Linked DNA regions of Hordeum vulgare: region 2 is linked to region 1. The links are chromatin contacts, called in public Hi-C maps. All regions are on one chromosome and are shown on one strand. The core of a region is the stretch at or near the end of the contact, and the rest is flanking DNA. Distances in the headings are between cores, read along the strand shown. Region 1 holds the start of LOC123401410 (sterol 3-beta-glucosyltransferase UGT80B1). Region 2 holds the start of LOC123401499 (ABC transporter A family member 8-like).

Evidence for each region. A called contact is a pair of places that touch in the nucleus more often than the background predicts.
Region 2: a Hi-C map of seedling shows a contact between it and region 1, with 2.5 times the contacts expected there. The contact joins the promoter of LOC123401499 here to the promoter of LOC123401410 in region 1. A contact is called at or near these places in 1 of 6 Hi-C or Micro-C datasets (seedling) and 1 of 1 datasets of contacts at active chromatin or transcription factors (embryo).

The regions. Positions count from the first base shown.
Region 1 is chr6H:191,333,205-191,336,427 of MorexV3_pseudomolecules_assembly, forward strand. It overlaps LOC123401410 (sterol 3-beta-glucosyltransferase UGT80B1), which reads left to right and starts at 1,422. Exons shown (of 13, transcript XM_045095200.1): 1 at 1,422-1,570; 2 at 1,943-2,014; 3 at 2,096-2,189; 4 at 2,289-2,449. The coding sequence starts at 1,487.
Region 2 is chr6H:191,659,212-191,662,429 of MorexV3_pseudomolecules_assembly, forward strand. It overlaps LOC123401499 (ABC transporter A family member 8-like), which reads left to right and starts at 1,833. Exons shown (of 18, transcript XM_045095319.1): 1 at 1,833-1,988. The coding sequence starts at 1,929.

The DNA of each region.
Region 1 (3,223 bases), core at 172-2,671:
CATGTCTGTCGCAAAAAAACAGAAAACACTTTTTGTGTTTCCAAGAGGCACAGTCGTGCCTCTCGCGAAGGCAAAATCATGCATCTCACAAAAAAAATAGAAAACACAATATTTGGCGCAAAATAATATTTTTGAAAGGCGGTGAAAAACCAAAACCCGAAAAAACCGAATCTAAAAAGCTAAATACGCATGCAAAAAAATAATAAAAAAGAAAATCCAAAGAAAACGCTTAGAGCGCGACACGTGGCGACGGCTGAAAACGCGCCAAGTGGCGGCACGTGGGAGTGCTCGCTTGGAGGCTCCCGAAGGAATGCTCAGTAACTAGTTGTCGAAATCACTAATTGAGGAGTATACCTTTCAAAGATCACTCCCATCTCACCAGGTTGCGACAAGTAACGTACTGCATGCGTTCCACTTCTCGCAACATGAGAGTTTTTCTTTTTTGTAGATTTGTATTTTAAAATGTGCGTCCAAATGTTGAACTGTTTTCACCTCCTTGCGTCGAGATCTTCAAAACTAAATCCCATGTTGATAGATTTTAACGAACTTTTTTTCACATGAAGAAAAACAAACGAAAAAAATGTGCTGATAGAAAAAACAAAAACGGTTTTTTACCTCTCGTGAAGGAAAAATCATGCCTCTCGCGGAAGCAAAACCGTGCCTCTTGCGGAAGAAAACCGTGCCTCTAAAGAAAAAAGAAAATATTTTTTTCCTTTTCGAGAGGCATGACCGTGCCTCTCACGGGGGCAAAACTGTGTTTCTCGCGTAAGCAAAACTGTACCTCTCACAAAAAAATAGAAAACACGTTTTTTTAGAGGCACGAGCGTGCCTCTTGCGAAGGCAAAACCATGCCTTTCGCGAAAGCAAAACCATACCTCTTGCGAAAGCAAAACTACGCCTCTCGTGAAAAAGTAAACAAAAAACATTTTTTCCCTTTCTGAGAGGTATGCCAAAGCCGTGCCTCTCGCAAAAATAAAATCATGCCTCTCGTAAAAAAAAGAAAAAACACGTTTTTTCACGTAATTTTTTTATAATTTTTTTCGTCTAGAAGCTAAGAAAAAACGATGAAAAACCGGAACACTAGAAAAACCTAAAAAAACAAATTAAGAAACCGAAATCACGTGCGGAAAAAATAAACCCAAAAGTAACGCTCAGAACGGGACATGACGACGGTTGAGAACGCGACAAATGACGATGCATGGACGTAATTGTTTGCAGGCTAATGAGGGAATGTTCCTCAATTTTTATTTTATTTTTGAGAAAAGGAAATGTTCCTCAACTAGTTGCTCCCGTTAGTTGCTCTCAAAAAATTACCATGAGTTTATGCTTTCTATGGACCAAAACTTTTAGCACAAACCCAAATTTAGGTCCCAGCAACATCTTTCGGCCTGCGCCTACTCACGGGCTTCATCCGCTGCGCTCCGACGTAGTCTGGACGGCCCAACGTGAACGCACGCACAAAGCCCCCGAAGCTTCGGCGAGAACGATGGACGGCTGCGGCGGCGATGGCCGCTGGCCTCGCGCCGTCTTTATGGCCTTCGGCACCCACGGCGACGTCTTCCCAATCGCTGTATGCCCCTCCTCTCTCTCTCTCTGTGTGTGGTGCGTGTATTCGGACTCGGGCGTATAAGACAACCCTCTTTGCCGCTGACATCAAGTGAAAGAGGGGAGCGATGAAATTCCACCTGATTCTAGAGCATCTAGCACATATTGTTGTTGCACTCGATGCACCTATTACTGAGAAGTTGAGACACATCAATCTATCAGATCGATTTAGTTTTCTGCTTCTCTAGATGGAAAACGATATAGCTTTGGTACAGTACTACATTTATATAATGCTAAATGTTGAGTAATATAAAGATGGATACTAAAGGAATATGACAATTTTAACCTTCTCAGAGCACTATACTATGAATTTCACTACCCCTTTTCTTCTTTTTAGGCCCTTGCTGCAGCGTTTGCTAATGACCAACAGCAGTATACTGTGGTGTTCATCACTCATTCAGCACACCAGGTCTGGATCTTGTGAAATCAGAACAGTTGAACTGTGGCTAAACAAGTTCATACTTGACCTCATGTGTTAAATTTGATGCAGAGTTTATCCACACATCTAGCAGCCAGTAAAGTTAGGTACATGTCTCTAGCAAGCCCACCTGCCCTTGCTGCCGAACAACTTGATAATACTTCATGTAAGTGCTATAAATTTATGTGCTCCGTTATCAAATAGTATAAATTTTCTACCGTAGGTTTATTTCCAATGTGATTTATCATGGAAATCTCTTCCTTAGATGATTCTGTTCAATCGGATGCTGATCCTGAGTCATTTTCACGGCGGAAAGAGATCATTCAGACGGAGCACAGGAAAGACTGTTTAGCTTCTGTCGAAGAAGTGTTTGGAAATGATCCAAGCATTCATAGTGACTTCATTGTGATCAATTTCTTTGCTCTGGTGAGGACCTCACTAACAGCATAATTATCATGTTTGCTAAAAGTTAAGCAGCGGGGCTCCTTGTTCAAGTTTTAGCTACAACTCGTGCAATTTAATGCTCTGATAGTGATTTGCACTGGAATAATACAGTTCCTGATGTACAATTGATGTTGAAACTAAAGAATTTTGGCAAGCATCATTCACTAGAACAGATCCTTGAGAATATCAGTCAGCCAGTTCTATGTAGGAACTAATGCAGCTATGAAATGCACCGTGTGATCATAATATGGGTTCATCTCATGGTTTAGGAAGGTTGGCATCTTGCAGAATTGTTTCAAGTTAAGTGCATCATTGCTGCTCCTTATTTTGTTCCATATAGGTAATTTGGCTTATATTGGCTTCAATTTCACATCGAAGCTTTTATCTTATAATGATTTTATGAGGGATTGCACACTCATTTTGGTGTCTTCTTCTTGACTCCTGTTTGTTTACGTGCTTTCATTTCTTTGTGCAGTGCTCCTTCATCATTTGAACGCCAATTTAAGCAAAGTTTTCCTCTTCTGTACAAGTACTTTCAAGAAGCACCCCCCAACACAGTACAAATTTGCTCCTCTAGTCCTGATGATACATAAGCATACATCCTCTTGAAATATTGTTTCGTTGGTTTGGATTTGGTCACTATCTCAACTGCAAATAATATTAAATTTGCAACTCTATTTAACCTCTCTGCTGGGGCACATTATCTTCTTCTCCATGGAGGAGCATGACCGCTTTATCATTTGCTCAAAGCCTAAA
Region 2 (3,218 bases), core at 583-3,082, 330 kb after region 1:
ATCCTCTTTGATACCGATAGCGTCCATGTTGAATGACCTCCTTGGCGGCGGCTCATCCTCTTGGGCGGCTTTTAAATCACCCAACAATGAGGCAGGGCAGGTTTGTGTGGTCGCATCATGGTGACTTGTCTTCTTGGGTGACCTTAGATCTTTTCGCCAATGAGGTAGCAGCCCCCGGCCGGCTTAACTTTCCTGTAATGACCGGGGTTCTTGAATTATTCAGCCCAGATCTGCTAAGCCATGTTTGTGTAGTCCCCGAGTCTTAAGTCGGCTCAAGGAGGCGGCTTGAGCGTCTCCATACTTGATTGTGACATAAGCCGGTATAAGGTTGATGGTTGAATGATAGATTTTATCCAGATTGGAGACGATGTAGTGAGGTGATGATCTTTGTGACGCTCACCATACGTCCTTGGCAAATATCGTGGCCAAATTGAGTGTATATGCCTCTCGGCCCATGCTTCATCCTCAGATAGTCCGGCTCTCGTGGTTCCTCCAGAGCCACTTTTCTTTTCCTTTGCTGCTTGCTTTGAATTGTTGACTAAATGATGGTCGGGTCAAATTGTAGCTTCATCAGGGATGTTTCCTTCATGACAAGCCCTCCTGTTTCTTTGATATGTTGAAGTAGATAGTATTGGCCAATGCATATTGAGGACGGCGGCTTGCACGCGTTTGTTGGGCGGCTCGTATAAGCGAGCACTGCTCGTCAAAGTCGTTGACGGTAGAGGTTGAGCCCTCCCACGAGCCGACAGTGTTGCGGTTCCTAGTCCCAGCTTCTTTTCATCGCTGTGCAGGCCTCACCTTGCGGTGTCGTGGTGAGACGGCGCGGGGGCTTCAAGACCGTGTTGGCGCAGGGTGAAGGTCGGTTTGGTGGCACGCTTCGGAGCGTCCGAGGTGCAGGATGGGATCGTGGGAAACCCCTGTCAGCCCGGCCGACACCGACGCGGTGGCGCCTTTGGGTGTTGCCGAACCTCCTGGAGGGCGTCGGGGGCTACCCTTCCTCGCGCCTCGTCGTGTACCGGGGGAAAGCCCTTGGCAGCAACGTCGTCATCGTCGCAGTCCTTCTTGAAGGTGTTGATTGGTACCGATGTTTTAGAGTCGTGAAGCTTGGTGGGAGATCCTTGGTGAGCGCAGAGGTCGCGAGGCTTCTTCGTTTTTGTTGATTCGCCATTGTCGGTATTTGTTTTTTTTTATTTTCTTTTTTATTTTTTTTGGACGTGACCCAACACCTATCGATAGATGTTTCGGCTGGTTGTTTTGTAATACAAAACGAGGGGAAACCCTTTTTAGTCAAATCCTTGCCTTGTTTTTAGGCCGGACTTGATGATGTCGGTAAGAATTTTATTGTGGAAGAATGGTGACCCTGTTATAGGTGGATTTTTGTTGTCAATTCTTGTAATGAGTTGATTCTTGTTGGCCGTTTCATATATTCTATTTATGACATAGAGCTATGAAAGTACGCTATAATCCAAAGCATGTACTACTACTTGATATGCCAGATCAACATCAGCGTCTCAAACAGAGAAGGTGATCTAAACCGGCAGCATGTCTGTTCTTGTACCAGGACAAGTTAGCATTCATTAAACACCATATACTCCTATGCAATCAATGCGGAGACATCCTTTGGAAGATTTTTCCTTTTGAGGTGTGACGAAAACGAACAGAGAACCCAATGCAGACTCAGCGCAAGGTGCCAAATGCGCCACTCGGTAGCGAACGAGACACACCGGGCCTTGACCTCCAGCGGGAAGAAAGGACGGTCTCCCCCTCGACCGTGACGACCACGACCACGGTAAACTCCGTGGAGAGGGCAGACTCGCCATTCCACACGGCCGGCTGGACACTCTAAAAACCAGCATAGGTGGGGGGTGGCTCCCCCCCTCTGCCTGTCTCGTCGAGTTCTCCGAGGAGGCGAGAAGAGGCGAGGCGACATGGGCTCCGGCAGCCTCCAGCAGACCAACGCGCTCTTCAGGAAGAACCTCGTGATCCAGGTGACGCGCGCCATGCCATCTTTCTCTTCTTCTTCTTCTTTTCCTCATGGAGTAGCTTTGTGGGTGGAACTCGATTTGTATCTCAGGCAGAATTATCTTGGCTTCTGCTCGTGCCCTTTGCGTCGCATGCACAATTGGCCGTGGGATGAGACTGCGGGAGGGTGCCATGCATCTTTCGTGATCCAGTCTTCGCAGATATTTCCTTCTTTTTTTTTCGTGAAAACTGAAAAGCACGCAAATGTTCAGCCGAGCATCAATCCTAGTTGTGTCTACTACGTATCATGTAACTAATTCTGCCAACGGAAAAACTTTACTCCAGTAAATACATACTGTATCGTTTTGGTTTAAGGTTTCAGTTTTGCTGCAATCAGATAAATCTTGCTTTCAAACCACAAATCACCGAGCTAGATGATTAAGCCTCTTTCACTGTTTCACACCTACAATTTTCATATATTTTATATAGAGAATTAGTAGAAATTGTGCTATAACCGTCGTTTAGGAACTATGGATCATACAACTACAGTTGTCTAATTTCTATGTCAAGAGCCTAAAAAGCATCTCCAGCCATGCCCCCAACAGGACCCTCTCGGCCTTTTTTTCCGAAAAAAAGGCCGAGTCGCGTCCTCGGGAGCCCGTTTTTCATCGTCTCGGGCCAAAATTGGCCGCGGTGGTCCCAGGCCGAACTCATCGTGCTGGGTCACCCGGGGGCGCCGGCGGAAAGTTTTTTGCGCGAAAAAACAATGGGCTCGTCGAGTCAGAGATTGGGCGTGCGGTCGTCGTCCTCATCGCCTCGTTCCCTGCGGGACTCAGTGCGAAGGATGCGCCGTCGGTCAACCTTCCATTGATTCACGGGCGACACAATGAAGGCACGGCGACGCGTGTCCCGGCAACATACGTCCCGTCGTTTCCTGCCACGCGTTCACACGGCGCTGCTCCGCGTGCCCACTCGCCCGTGGCTATATAGGACGACCTCCCCCTCCCCCCCCCCCCCGCCGGTGGCCACACACCTATCCTGCCGACGCTCTCTTCTCTTCTTCTTTGCCACCGGCGCACTCCGCTCCCTCTTCTCCTCGAAAAAGATGGCCGAACGCTACCGCAACGACGGATCGGCCACGAATGGCTTCGGCCGCCGGCACCTCCGCGAGGATGAGGCCCGCCTCCTCTACGAGGCGGACTACCCGACGCCGCCGAACATGCGGATGCCGGGGTCCTAGAGGCTGAGCGCCGGCG